2 separate regions of the Anas platyrhynchos genome follow, and region 2 is linked to region 1. A link is a contact called in public Hi-C data. All regions are on one chromosome and are shown on one strand. Each heading gives the region's core, a stretch centred on a gene start, on an enhancer-like site or on the middle of the called end of the contact. The rest is flanking DNA. Distances are from core to core; before and after follow the strand shown. Region 1 holds the start of PRRG1 (proline rich and Gla domain 1). Region 2 holds the start of DYNLT3 (dynein light chain Tctex-type 3).

Region 1 (6,761 bases), core at 2,612-5,111:
TTCCAGTAGTCACAAAACCACCAGTAACACAGCATACACACAAAGCATTTCTGATACTTTCCAGCACCGTGGAAACACTAGAGCACCTCCCAGAACTAGAACAATAAAACTATTGATAATCTCCTACTTCTTAGAAAGTGATTCAGTACATTACACATTCGGCTTATGAGTAGGAAGCATGCAAAAGTACGGAACAAAACCAATTCTGAACAATTTTGGCTTTAAAAATCAGTTTTAAAAGATTTAGGGCAAGAAAAATGTTGAAGTCACTTAAACACTGACATGCCAAATTAATGTGCAAAATTAAGCATATTTGAAGATATGATTTATCTTAGTTATGTCGAGAACACACAGAGTTAAAATAGTTAATTGTTGAAAACTTTATTGCAACAGAAAGGTCCTCTACCAGCATCTACACATCTAACATTTGTTCCTTGAAGATTTAAAAGGTGGCAGTGGGAGGTGTTCCCCCTACCCCTACAAGCTGTACACTTACCCCAGCACCTAAGGAATGTGGGAGAGGAGTCTTCTAATGCAAACAAATAGATCACTGATATATATATATTTTTTTTTTAATTTGGTTAATTCTGTTTACATTTACATAAGAAATACACTGCAGGAGGCAATGGAGAACATTCCCAGGATTTCTGCCCACCAGCAGCTGCATCTCCACTTTTTGTATTTCTTTGTAGATCATTTCACCTGCCCAGAAATTTCATCAAACCTTTGCCAAGAGTTCCTGAAGACCAGCCATAGCGAAATTGCTTTGACATTTCATTTCTTCCAAGACAACACAGATGTGGCAAGCTTGTAGCTGGTCATGTCTTTATAGCTTGGCATGAAGGGCCTTTCCATTAAGGACGAGTGTGTTCACCTCGCTCCTCACTTGGACTTTGCTCCCCCAGACCTATTCACCAGGTCCTTGCCCCTCTTAAAGATCCTCCTTGTGCCTTCCCCTCTGTGCAGCTTGCTGCTGCTCTCTCAGGATGTCAGCAGAGAAAGTTACTGAAATGCTGATGCTTTGCTAAGAGTCCACATACATCAATCCCAAATGAAGCTGCTGTCCGGGCAGGTGGTCCCCCCCACAACAGCCTGCTCCCTCCCATGAGCCAACACCATGGGGTTTGGCTGGTGGCCCTGTGGCCAGCAGGCCAGAGCTAGCCCAGTGGAAATCCTTCTGCGTGTGTGTGAGCCCACAAGTCACTTTGACTTTCCGTTTTAAAGCAAATCAGCTCCCTGGCCCAGCTGACTGCACACTACTGGGACTACTACTGGGGAGGTGGTCAAAACGCAAAACCTCACAGGGATGGAAGGAAAAAGCAAGAACTCTTGTCTTCAAGCAGCAGGGCACACTCAGATCTGTTAAGCTGCTTACAAAGCCACGCACTTGGTTCCCCAGCCTAAGCCATGCCTTTATGTTGCTGCTGCCCACTGCCCTGATAAGCAGCAGCAGCAAACAGAAAATAGCACAGCGAGTCCGTTTCACGTCTGACACTCAGACTGCTCAGCTGTACTGAAAGAAAATGTCAAGGGCTGTGCTAATTTCAGTTGCCGCAGGACAAATCTATAGGAAGATGGGCAAGAGTTTGCTAATGATACTGCTGCTGAGACCTCTTTCCCTCAGCAGTGAGAAGGGGGACAAGGGAAAAAAGAACAACCAGGAAGGTGCTTCTCCTCTCCCAGCTTTAGCAAATAGCTTGGAGAGTAAGACTCTACAAATAAGAGCTGAAAAATACACACAAGGTCAGTAAATAGCACACCGATAAACCTGAAGGCACAGGCAGGTGCAGAAGTTCACGTCTGATGAATGTCCCTGTCTGGCAGCATTCCTATAAACCACCTAACAAAAAACCCATTGAGCTAACAAATTCATGCTTTTTGAGCCCAAAAGGAATAATTCTTCCATGTTGAGTATTAAACACATAGAAATATGGCTAATCATAACAGATACTACACACTAGGCAGTTAATTTAGAGACAGGGATTTAAGGAGGAATTGGTGTAAACTGATCCTTGAAATTGATTCATGGAATTTATTATGACACTATAGGGAAGCAAAGAGCTCAGAGGAACAGGAATATCCAGAATTACAACAATAGCAGATAATGTCTTGCTGTAAACAAAATACATCTCATATATTCTACAGTTCTGTGAAAAAAAAGAAGTTCTGCAGTTTCAGGCAAGAAAACGAACTATGCTAACCTATTCCAATGTTACCTTTCACATGTCTTCCCTCCGTGTTTTAGTATTACTTAACCTGACCACTGCTGGAGTAATCTTATTGGAGCAGACTGACCGCTATGCTGAAAAACCAGAAGTATGTTGAGTGGATAATCATAAAACACGAGATGCCAACTTTCAACAGTTGTTTCAGAAGCAACGTGAGAAGGTGGGTTCAAATGCTTGAAAAGAAACCCTCCACTGAGCAGGTACACAGCACAGTGCAATGAATGAGATTTGAGTGATCTCAAGCCTCTAGGACGTCTACTCAGAAAAAAATTACACAAGGAGGCACTCTTAGTTTGAGAACAGGCAACATTTCATTTGTCACTGTATTGTTTTAGGAGTCTTTGCCCTAAATTCCAACATAATGGAGCTGGGTTGTAGAAACGTTTCTCATCAGTTTTTACGAATGTATTTCTGAAAAGGTGTGTAACTTTTACCCAAAGTAAAAAAATAATCTTTAAAAACATCTTTAAAAGTGAGCCCCAGCCTGAAACATGCATCTATCAGCTTTCAACAAATACATGACTAGTAAGCCAAAACACAGGGTGTGATTTTAGGTGGTTAGCATGCAATTTCTTTAACGCTGTTTGCGGATAGGCTTTGCTTTTGAAATGTAGCTATTTTAATAATGATATTCAGCAACCTTGGTTAAAGCACAAGTCACTTGATAATTAGTACCATCAAAACTAATGGCAAAAAGAGAATGGTATAAGCTTACTTCAAACTTTACAAGTGAGTCTCACATTTTACTGAACGGGACTGAGTAAATAGAACAAAGGTAAACAAGGAAAAGCCTGGGTATTGTCAGATTAGATTTCAAGAGGTCAAATAGTTACTGACATCTGAACTCAAACAAAAATAGCTGGCAGCAGAACAGACATGAGGTCATTTAATCCACTCCCTGACCAGTTCCGTATTATTTTCTACTGTGCACTGCAAGTACTTTTGTTTATAATGTCGAAGGGGAGAGGAAGCAAGGGATGTGGGGAGAGACGGGAGGGGAAATCAGCCTGTCTTTGGAGGCTGGAGATAAATAGACACTAGTGACATGAGCCAGACAAAGACAGCGCTCTTGAAACACAGTTGATAGGAGTTTATGAAAGGGCAAGGGAAAGCAGCAGAGAAGTTCAGAATTGAACTGAGAGCCTGAAAGCAAAAGACCTTAAGAGGATCACACACAAAAAAATATATATATATTTTTGCCTATAAGGAGCCCACCTCCTTCACACAGGAGTACAGCAACTACAAAACTCCCCCTAGACAAGGAAGCAGGGCGTGCATTTGCCAAGCGCTGAGGTGTTCAGGCGGCGATGGGCACAGACACAGGAGCATTTTATACTTCAATACTCGAAGCAGAGCAATGAACGCCGATTTGCACAGCACTCGGCGAGCAGATCGGGAGCTCAGGCACACTCCTTTCCCTTCACGCTCTCCCTGGGCAGCTCTCCCCCATCCCATCCTACCCCCTTCCATCCCCTCCCCTCCCCGCTGCCCGCCGCCCCGCACTCACCGCCCGAGGCAGGCGCGGAGCCGCCGCCGCCCCAGCGCTGCCGCTGCCCCCCGGCTCCCCGCCGCACGGCGGCGGCCGCAGGGCGCATGCGCCACGGGGAGGGAGGGGGGGGCACCTCCGCCACCCGGCCCGGGCGGAGGAGGGGGGGGCGTGGCCAATGGGAAGCCCCGCCCCCAAGAACATGGCCGGGGGGGGCTTCGCGCCCAGCGGGTGAGGGGCGGGGGCGCCGCCATGTTGTCCTCAGGGGGTTGAGGGGGTGAGGGAAAATAAATATGCAGAAAATACAGTGTTTTTCCTGCTTTATGTTGCCGCCGCCTTTGTGCTTAATGGTTTTCGGTTGATAGTGGGTTGTGATGCTGTGTCCCGCTCCTTTTTACGTTTTAACTTTATCCTGCTGGCAATCAGGAGAAAAAGGAATGGGGTAACAGCTTGGCCACGTAGATGTGTAGGTAATGGAAAGCTGAGACACGGTTTGCAATAGTTCAGGCATGTCTCTGCGTCTTCAGTGGATCTTGACTTCTAATTTAAAGTCAGCGTTTTCATATATGTCAGTTGAGACCATCAGAATTCAAATAAAAGTACTTTTACAGAATAATCTAGAAATTCAACTCCTTTGAATCAATGGCAGACGAAATACCTAGGCTCTTTGAAACTTGGCTACGGCCCTGACAACAAAAGGCCCTCAGGAGGTCCCATATAAATTATTATCTAGCCGAGTCTGTCAGGTCTATCAGACCTACATCTTTAGTACCTTCCACCAATAACAACCCAATCCAGTATCAACCAACCCTCCTCAAAAATAATGATTGCAACAGTGAGACAAACGCTATTTTTGCTTATGTTGATCATACTTTTTTGTTTTAAAAAGGCATTTCCAGTGCTATGAAGAAGGAATTCAGAGAAAACATGTATTTTTAGAACAAAAGATATACTTTAAGTTATAGGATTTTTACTACTTTTCAATACAGATAACTTCACTTTCCATTTAGAGTTTGCCTTTTGGCATGAAACACCAGATCCTCTATTTTGAATTACAGACACATAATTCACTAACCTAATGTTTTATTTATTTTCAGAAATGAAACTGTGTGGTGTAATTCAATATACATATACCAATTAGGTTCAAATGCAATAAAAATAAAAGGGCACATTATGACTCAGCTGCAACTTTAAAAATATTTTACTAAATAAATGATGGGAAAGATGCAAATTTTGGATACACTTTCTATCTTGGAGTGGAATATTCTTCAGAATGACAGATGGCCTCAAGTTTGTGCTAAAATAATACCAACTGAAATTTCCGTGGTGTGAACAAAAAATAGTAGCAGGCTCCCTTACATGACGTGAGAGTAAGATGCCTTCCTCAAAATGCTCGCATCTGGCCTTTTGCATTTTCTTGTAGGTGACGAGGACCAATTTTCATGTAAAATGCTGAATTTCTTTCTGCCTGCTACAACCTAGCACAGGTGTTTGAGAGGCAATTGTCCCTGCTGGTCAGGGAGACTGAGGATATATGGTAGCTCATTCTGTCCCTCTGACTGCATGGCAGCAGAAGCAGTCCACTCTTCTCATCTCCACCTCTTCCCTACTGCGGTGTGGAGCAGCAACACTTCTTGTTTCCTCTTTATTTCCTTTCCATGTAGTTGGCTGGAACCTGGGTTTGGCAAATTGGTGCTGCTGTTAGAGAGAATGAGGAGGAAGGCAACTGCTCTTGCATAGGGGTAGGTGTAGGCTGCTGCAGCATTTGGAGCTCAGGAGGTGCATATGGATGGGTCACAGATCTTAGATTTGACTCCCAATCCTGATGCTGCTAAGGCTGTCCCATCCTGAATCTAGAGCTTAACATATTTTTCAGCGTCTTGGCACCTGATTCTAATGCTTTGATGCCTAATGAAAAAGAACTTCCAGGAGTTCCTATTCTCTATTATTTTCATCAACCAAGACATTGGTCTGTTTTCTTCCAAATAGCCTGGTGCACATAGCAGACAAAATGAGGGACTCCCCTGGTGGTGGCTCTCTCACAGGCAAACAGACACATGAGATCTGATCCACGGACTCTAGTATGAGGAATGGGCAAGCTTTGGTAATTGTTAATTTAATCTTTAAGGAGTGAAGGAAACCCCCAAGCCATGTGGATGCCTGGAATTAAACAATTTCCCTGCAGTCTGGCTGGACAATGGAGGCAGGTACAAACCACTATAGGTTCTGTCTCAAAGAGTGATAAATTTGCATTTGCCTTTCTTTGGAAGGCAGGTAGTTCTTCTGTAATAATCTATGAATGCTTGCCACAGGTTGCTTAACTATGTAGTATTTGACCATACCTATTTAATTTAGTAGCAGATGACTGGGAAATAACCGGAAAAGGCTATAGACAAAAAATTCTTTATAAGGAATAAGAGACAATATTTAACTTAATAATTATGCAGTACTTTCTTGATTCCAGACACATTGCATAGTTTGTTTGTGAAGGCTTTGAGCCAAAATCTCAAAAGGGCAATAAAAAAGTTAAAAAGGACTCTGTGATTGGAGGACAAGAAATGTCACAGTTATATTGGAAGAGAACAAATTCTCATTGAGACTTACTGGAAGTAGAGGAGGCATAAAAGCAGAACAGTCCTTAAATAGAACTTATGAGGGAAGCTTACAGTTATGTAGACTTTCTCTCCAGAAATTTTCATTTTTAAGGATATAGCATAATAATAAATTGGGAGAGGTATCTTGCTTCCAAGGTGGAATTTCTGACAGAAAGAGATGCATTAGTGGTGGCAACAGATTTGCTGTTTAAGTATTTTCATTGGAATTGAAAACAAATTAAGATCCCTGCTTTTCTACTTCTCATATATGAGGTGGGTAAACAGCTGTGTCTCGCTTCTTAGAGGTGTTCCACTTTATATAAACACTCAGGTACTCACTACAGCAGTAGTAACCTATCTGCCACCCAAAGCTCTCAACTCCTTGTTAAGCTGAATGACTCTCTGTTTTCACGAAAAGGTCTTAAACCTCAATTTATCCCTAATTTCTATCAT
Region 2 (6,361 bases), core at 741-3,240, 170 kb before region 1:
ACTTCTTTCAACATGCTGTCATTAAAAAGCCTTCATAAGCATCATTTTTATTGCATGATTCCAGTTATTGCTGCTAATGCTGATTAGCTCTTGGGGAGGGGAAAAAAAAAATAAAAGGTCTTCTGGTGTTTATTTCTCTTACTTTGATAACCCTTCATTAGGGTTACCTTTTCCCTAGATGATAGATTCTTACTTCAAGTGAAATTTACGTGTGAGAGCATAACAAGACACATTCACTACATAATAACATGCCTACTATTTACTTCCCCCTCATCCATTAAACCATTTGTCCTCCCAAAGATTACAATCAGATTGTTTGACATATACTCTTGATAAATCTGTGCTGGCTGTTTGGGGGTGACATTGGGTGTTTATTTGTAAACACTTCCTGGATTAATAACTTGTTCTGCCATTTTATAACCTAATAGCTCCCTGGGTATTGAGCTGAGCCTGACAGATCTCCTGCTGTCCTTCTGTCTGTAAATGGCAGAGGGGGGGAAGAACGGGCCTTTTTTTTTTTTTTTTTTTTTTTTGCATTGGGACATCAACACAAACATGCACACACACGTCAGTCATTCAGGAACCTGATTTTTCATGGAATCTGCTAAGATGATTGTTACAAAGAAGGTATTTCTCTGAGTATTTCTAAAGAGAGCTGAAAATGGTTAGCAGCTGGTTTCATTTGATAGTGTACTGCACGTCAAAGATACAAAGATCTCTGAAAATACAGAGGATAAAAAAAATGAACAAGATCCAAGGCTAAGTCCTTTTTAGTGCTGTTAGCTTTTTCTCCTGGTTGCCAGTGCAAATACAACATGGGCTTCCACTAGCTTTTATTTTTTTAAAAATAAACACAAAATTTTATCCCTAGTTTTGAACCAATAACACATAAAAAGATATTTTGTTTTACTTGTAATAGCTGCATATCGTGAAAGCCCAGGAAAATATTGTGCAAGTCAGCACAGAAAAAACTTTATACTGAAGGAGATTTTTTTATGCCCCCCCTCCCCAATGATTACATCCATGTGTGCTTCTTCATAAAGATCTGCTTTTAAAGAGATTTACTCTTCATGTTCAGCCTTCTCATCCTACTATACCCATTAGCAAAAATTAAATGTGAAAGCCACCTTCAAAACAAGGCAATATAAAAACGTTTAGCTTTGTTTCCCCCTGTACTGCCATGTTTCAGAGTTTTTCCAATTAGCGTACAATTAACACTGAACAAGAGGCACTCTTTTATGCACGTATATTTCCAAATATATGCCACCAAAACTGAAAGTAGAAAGGATGCAGCCTTGGCCTCCTATCTCACCTTCAGTCTGGTTTAGAAAGACGAGAACAGTATCAGAGGGGGCAATAAAAAAACAAAGAGCTTCCCCCCAAATGGCAGAATAAACCCCCCGTAACTTGAAAAATCTGCACTGATAGTAGGCCTCTTTCGTGTTCCCCAGGCAACTTCATGGGGAGAGAGAAGACCCTATTTTTTTACACCTGTTTTTATAGTGAGTATTTCTTTATTATAAAGTGGAAGAACCGCTCATTGCAAGTCACCATTACTAAAACGTACTGACAGCTTTGTGTCAGACACTTTGCACTGATCCACAAACAGGGAGGGGGCATAAAAACACGATTGCTCCTCAGCAGGAACTTCTCCTGTTGCATGCCCTGTGCCTCGAGCTCCTTATGTTCACCACAAGGGGGATATAATATATATAATATTAGAGCTAGGAACAAGTATTTCACTGCCTTTATGGCGAAGGCACCAGGATGAGGCGTGCTGCCGCCCTGTATGGCCGCCGGGGACACAGCCGGGCAGGGCAGGGAAGGGCAGAGCAGGACATGATATGTTATGATATGTCGAGATATGTCGTGATATGTCATGGGAGGGCAGGACAGAGCAGGAGAGCTCCAACTCGCCCACGCAGTGCCCCTGCAGCCCCTCAGCCACCTCAGGCCCCGTCCCCGCCCCGCCCCGCCATGCCGCCGGCCCCGCAGCGCCCCCCGCCGCCCGCCTCATGGCGCCGCCGGCACCGCCCCGCCGAGGCGGAGCCGCGCAGGACGCGGAGGAGCCGCCGCTGCCGGAACAGCCGCCGCCTGTGCCGGGGCCATGGAGGACTTTCACCCCCACAACGACGAGGTAGGGGTCCCCCTGCCGGGGCTCGGGGCTGGGGCTTCGGCTCGGCCCTGCCCGTGCCGGCTGGGGTCTGGGGCTGCCCTGCCGGGGGTCCCCTCTCGCCTCTCTGCAGCCGCCCGCCTCCATTACGGCCGCTCTGGCCCTGAGGCTTCTGCCCTCGCCCGGTTTGCCACCTAACTTCTTGTTTTGGGGAATATCCTGACATATGGCATAGGCAGTGGTGGTCTTTAATCTCCGTGGGAAGCGCAAAATCAAGTGGTTTGTGGGCACGCTGAGGAGCTTTTTGGACCCACTCAAAGGTCGCTGGCAAAACAACGCTAAATAACAGGCGTGTAGTGCTGGGACTAAAGTGGGGCTTTAAAACTGCATTATGTGTTTTCTTCTCTGTCAGAAATAAAAAATAATTAATTTCTGTTACAGATGATCTTCAACGCTGACGAGGCCCACAACATAGTTAAGGAGGTAGGTGTTAGCCATTTAACCAACATGTTGTGATTTCAAAGAGACTCTTTCCCTTACTTCACAATACAGTGAAAAGAGAAACTGTCAATTAACCACACCAGATAAATTCAAATTTACACAAAACATAAACTACTATTAATACCAAATTATGCAGAGCTTCATTTGGAACTGCTTTAAGCTTCATCTAGTTACCATCCCCAACTACCTAGTGGGGAGAAGGTGGCAGAGAGAAGGGAGAAACAGTTTGCATTACATTGGAAAGACAAGGGATGACAGCCACAGGTTGCATGGGGAAATTTATTATATTTTTTGTTTTCCTTTATCCAGCTAGAGAGTAGATAATCACTAGGGCAGGATGCACAGAGCTTGTGAAGTCTCCATCCTTAGATACTATAAAAACGTGACTGGACAAAGCCTCATCAACCTGCTGAAACTTGGAAGTTTAGCCTTGGCTTGAGCAACAGGTTGGTCTACATGAGGTTGTTAACTATCAATTTAAAAAATATATATATTTTTACACGAAAAGAGCAGGCTGAGAATGAGTAGCCTGATGGTCCAAAATAAATGCCAGGTAACTAGAAAGTGAGTAATGAAGAGCCCTTGGCATACAGATGATTGTCAGGTTTTACAGGGAAATACCATTTTTATAAAGAAATTTCTAGAGGGACCCTGCAGGTCCTTTCCTACCTGCCCTGTCAGGAAAGGAAAGGATTGTATTTCTAGAGCTGCTCCGGGTCATAACAGCAAGCTCTTAGATGTCAGGTAAATGACAGTTCAACCCCTTATATAACTGTCCCTGCCTTGAAAGGCCAGACAGGTTCTCTTTATTTTTACATCTGATGCTGGGAGTAAAGCCAAGTGTTTGTACCTCTGATTTAAGGCTTAACTGGAGCTGGAGAGTTCTGGCATTGGATACATTTCTGGAAAAGACCAAAATACCTGAAGGGATCACTAAGCATCCTTGTTCCTCTCTTACCTTCTGCTCTATGTTTGTTTCCATTGAGTCATTGTCTAGCTTTATACAATGTGATCAGAATTAATTGAGGTTTGTGGGATCTGAGGCACAAATCTCTTACACAGCCTGTTAGTGGGTGGTGAATGCACACGATTTATGCTACTGAATCAAAGGAGAACATAGTTGTATTTTACATACCTATTACAGATGTACATTTCTTTACACTTTCATATTGAGAAATTCATTTTCCACCAGCATGTAATTCTGAATTTCTTTAGGAGTAAAGAATGAAATTTAAGAGTTACATTTATAGTGCAGGTATTCTGTTGTTTGGTCACTTTAAGTTTAAGCAAGTATATTGCTTAGAGACTCAGACAGGTTGGCCTGCCCTAGTGACATTATTGATTAGGGTAGTACAATTTCCATTACAGCAGCATCTGAAAGCTGAGCTGCAGTAGGCAGTCATTGAGAATGGTGGAATGTGTTGGTATTTTCATCGGTAAATGGATCCAGTGGCTTAACTTGGCACTTAAAGCATATGGCTGAGGTCTTTCCTACACAAAATTTTCAGTCAGAGCCTCATTTTTCTCCACATAATAATGTAGTAAATGTATATTAAAAATAATTTTCCAAGAAGGCTCATTTTACTTCCCATTCAGTAACTGATATGTGATGAGCTGAAGTGATTTAAAGTAATCCAATTGCCAGATAAAATTCTCAGATTATGTGAGGCCTTTTAAACCTTTACGTTTTTAAGTATCATATATTTACTGTAACTTTTTTTTTTCTCTATTACAGTGCATAGAAAGTGTCTTAGGCAAGGCAGATTATAATCACAACAAAGTCAACCAGTGGACTGCAGCTATAGTAGAACAGTCGCTGACACATTTGGTAAAGCTTGGGAAAACATACAAGTACATTGGTAAGTAGAAGTAACCATACTTTTATCCCCATACAATCACAGTCAGTAATTGTGGAAAGGTTTGTTCCAATGTAGTGCTATATTCAATAAATAACATAACCTGTAAACAAAGAACAGATACTTGAACTCTTCTGTTATACAGATTTTTACTAATTGCTGTGGTAAAACTACAGCAGTTTTATTTGTGCTAAGGATGCTGTCAACACTTAGCACAGAAGATGCTAAGGTGTTACATGGTCTTCCCTGACTCTTAAGCAACCCCAGAACAATTATATCAGTATTTTGGTATCAGTTCAGGAAATAATTGCTTTATCTTCAGTTAATTTTAATGTGATTAAGCTTCTTAAAAATACAGACATTTAAAAGATTTTCAGTTCTGTAAGGTACTTCATGTCCCATTATTTTTATATGCATTTCCACAGAAGAGAAATTGAGATAATTGCAGGTTCAAAATGCTCTGGTCCTTTTTTGGAGTGTTGATATAATAGCAAAAGTTTGCCCTGTGTTTTGGTTTTGAAAGTCATGAATTCAGACTGTCATTGGTTTTACAACAATTAGAGGTCAGTTTAGAAATGCTTTATCACTGGAGCGTGGTTTCAGAGAACAGACAAAAGTAATTTTGGGAAACAATTCTCATCAGGTGTGACTTCTGTTGTACCTGTGAGGACAGCACATGCAATCCAGTTCTGAGGCACACCTGACATGAGCCATGTCTAAGCAGTTTAAAAGATAAAAAGCATAATCCTATTAAGAAGCATTTTGTTAAAGCTATTGTCTTTATATGAGTAAAGATAATCATGAAATGAATACCAAGTTCTTGAGGAGAACATTGGGAGTGACAGAATTGTCAAAATAGGTGTTGACTTAGCTGAACGCTGACTGCCAGTCATTTAAAATCATAGTGTGAGCTTGAAATTGTAAATAATTCACCTCTTCTGCTTTAAAGTCCTGATTTTGTGACTGTATTTTTCAGTAACCTGTGCAGTGATGCAGAGGAGTGGAGCTGGTCTACACACAGCAAGCTCATGCTTCTGGGATACCACAACTGATGGTAAGCTTCCTCACTCAGATGAAAAAAGTTGTGGCAAAAGAAATGCTACCTGTTGCTCAACTGTAATAGTTCAGCTGAATGTTTTGGAGGAGTGTTTACAGAAGCAGTAGCTTCCAGAACTAGACCCTTGTTTACGATCCCAGGGGAAATGTTTTGTTAACAATCAGCGCTTGCATTAGGAGTGACTGCTTTGCAGATGGTACGAAGCAAATGTAGAAATGCCTTCATTGTGAAACAAACCAAAAAAAAAAATCTCTTCAGTAATTGTAGATCAGTTGAAGAGGCAATAAAATGTTCAAGGTAAATGTAAGCATGTAGTCCTAAACATATCTGACTGCTGTAAACAGACAGTGCTACTCTGAAGGAGAACAGAAGTTGGTTTAAAAAAAAAAAGTTTAACTACAGTGTGTGTTTCAACTGCCTAACTATCAGGTAGTTTATAGGCTTTTGATGCTCTTCAGTGTATCTAAAATAGTTCTAAATGCATTTTTCCCAGGTTCAGGGTATCATGAGGAAAATAGATTAAAATAGTCTTCTGTCTGTCATAGACTCAGAATGGTCTGTTTAGAAGAGGATACCAATATATAACTTAAAAATAGAGATTGAATTAGAAAGTCAACTGTGGTTAAAACAAAAATCATTGAGTGAAATTATGTGAACAAGTAGTTTAATCTTCATGTTTTCTTGGTTTGTAAAGCTAAGATATGTTGATAATTGATATACATTGAAATAAGAGGAAAAATACAGAAAGTAAATAAACTAGAATGTATTGGATCCAGACTTTTCCTCTTGATTTTTTGTGAGATTATCTTGACAATTTCAATATCAGATTTTCAA

What was found. Hi-C and Micro-C count contacts between places; a contact is called where the count stands out from the background.
Region 2: a contact with region 1 is called in a Hi-C map of subcutaneous adipose tissue, with 2.5 times the contacts expected there. The contact joins the promoter of DYNLT3 here to the promoter of PRRG1 in region 1. A contact is called at or near these places in 2 of 8 Hi-C or Micro-C datasets (liver and subcutaneous adipose tissue).

Annotation. Positions count from the first base shown.
Region 1 is chr1:121,728,866-121,735,626 of IASCAAS_PekinDuck_T2T, reverse strand. PRRG1 (proline rich and Gla domain 1) reads right to left here and starts at 3,861. Exons shown (of 3, transcript XM_072027603.1): 1 at 3,736-3,861. The coding sequence starts at 3,823.
Region 2 is chr1:121,898,642-121,905,002 of IASCAAS_PekinDuck_T2T, reverse strand. It overlaps DYNLT3 (dynein light chain Tctex-type 3), which reads left to right and starts at 1,990. Exons shown (of 5, transcript XM_027449018.3): 1 at 1,990-2,137; 2 at 2,555-2,596; 3 at 4,350-4,473; 4 at 5,447-5,524. The coding sequence starts at 2,108.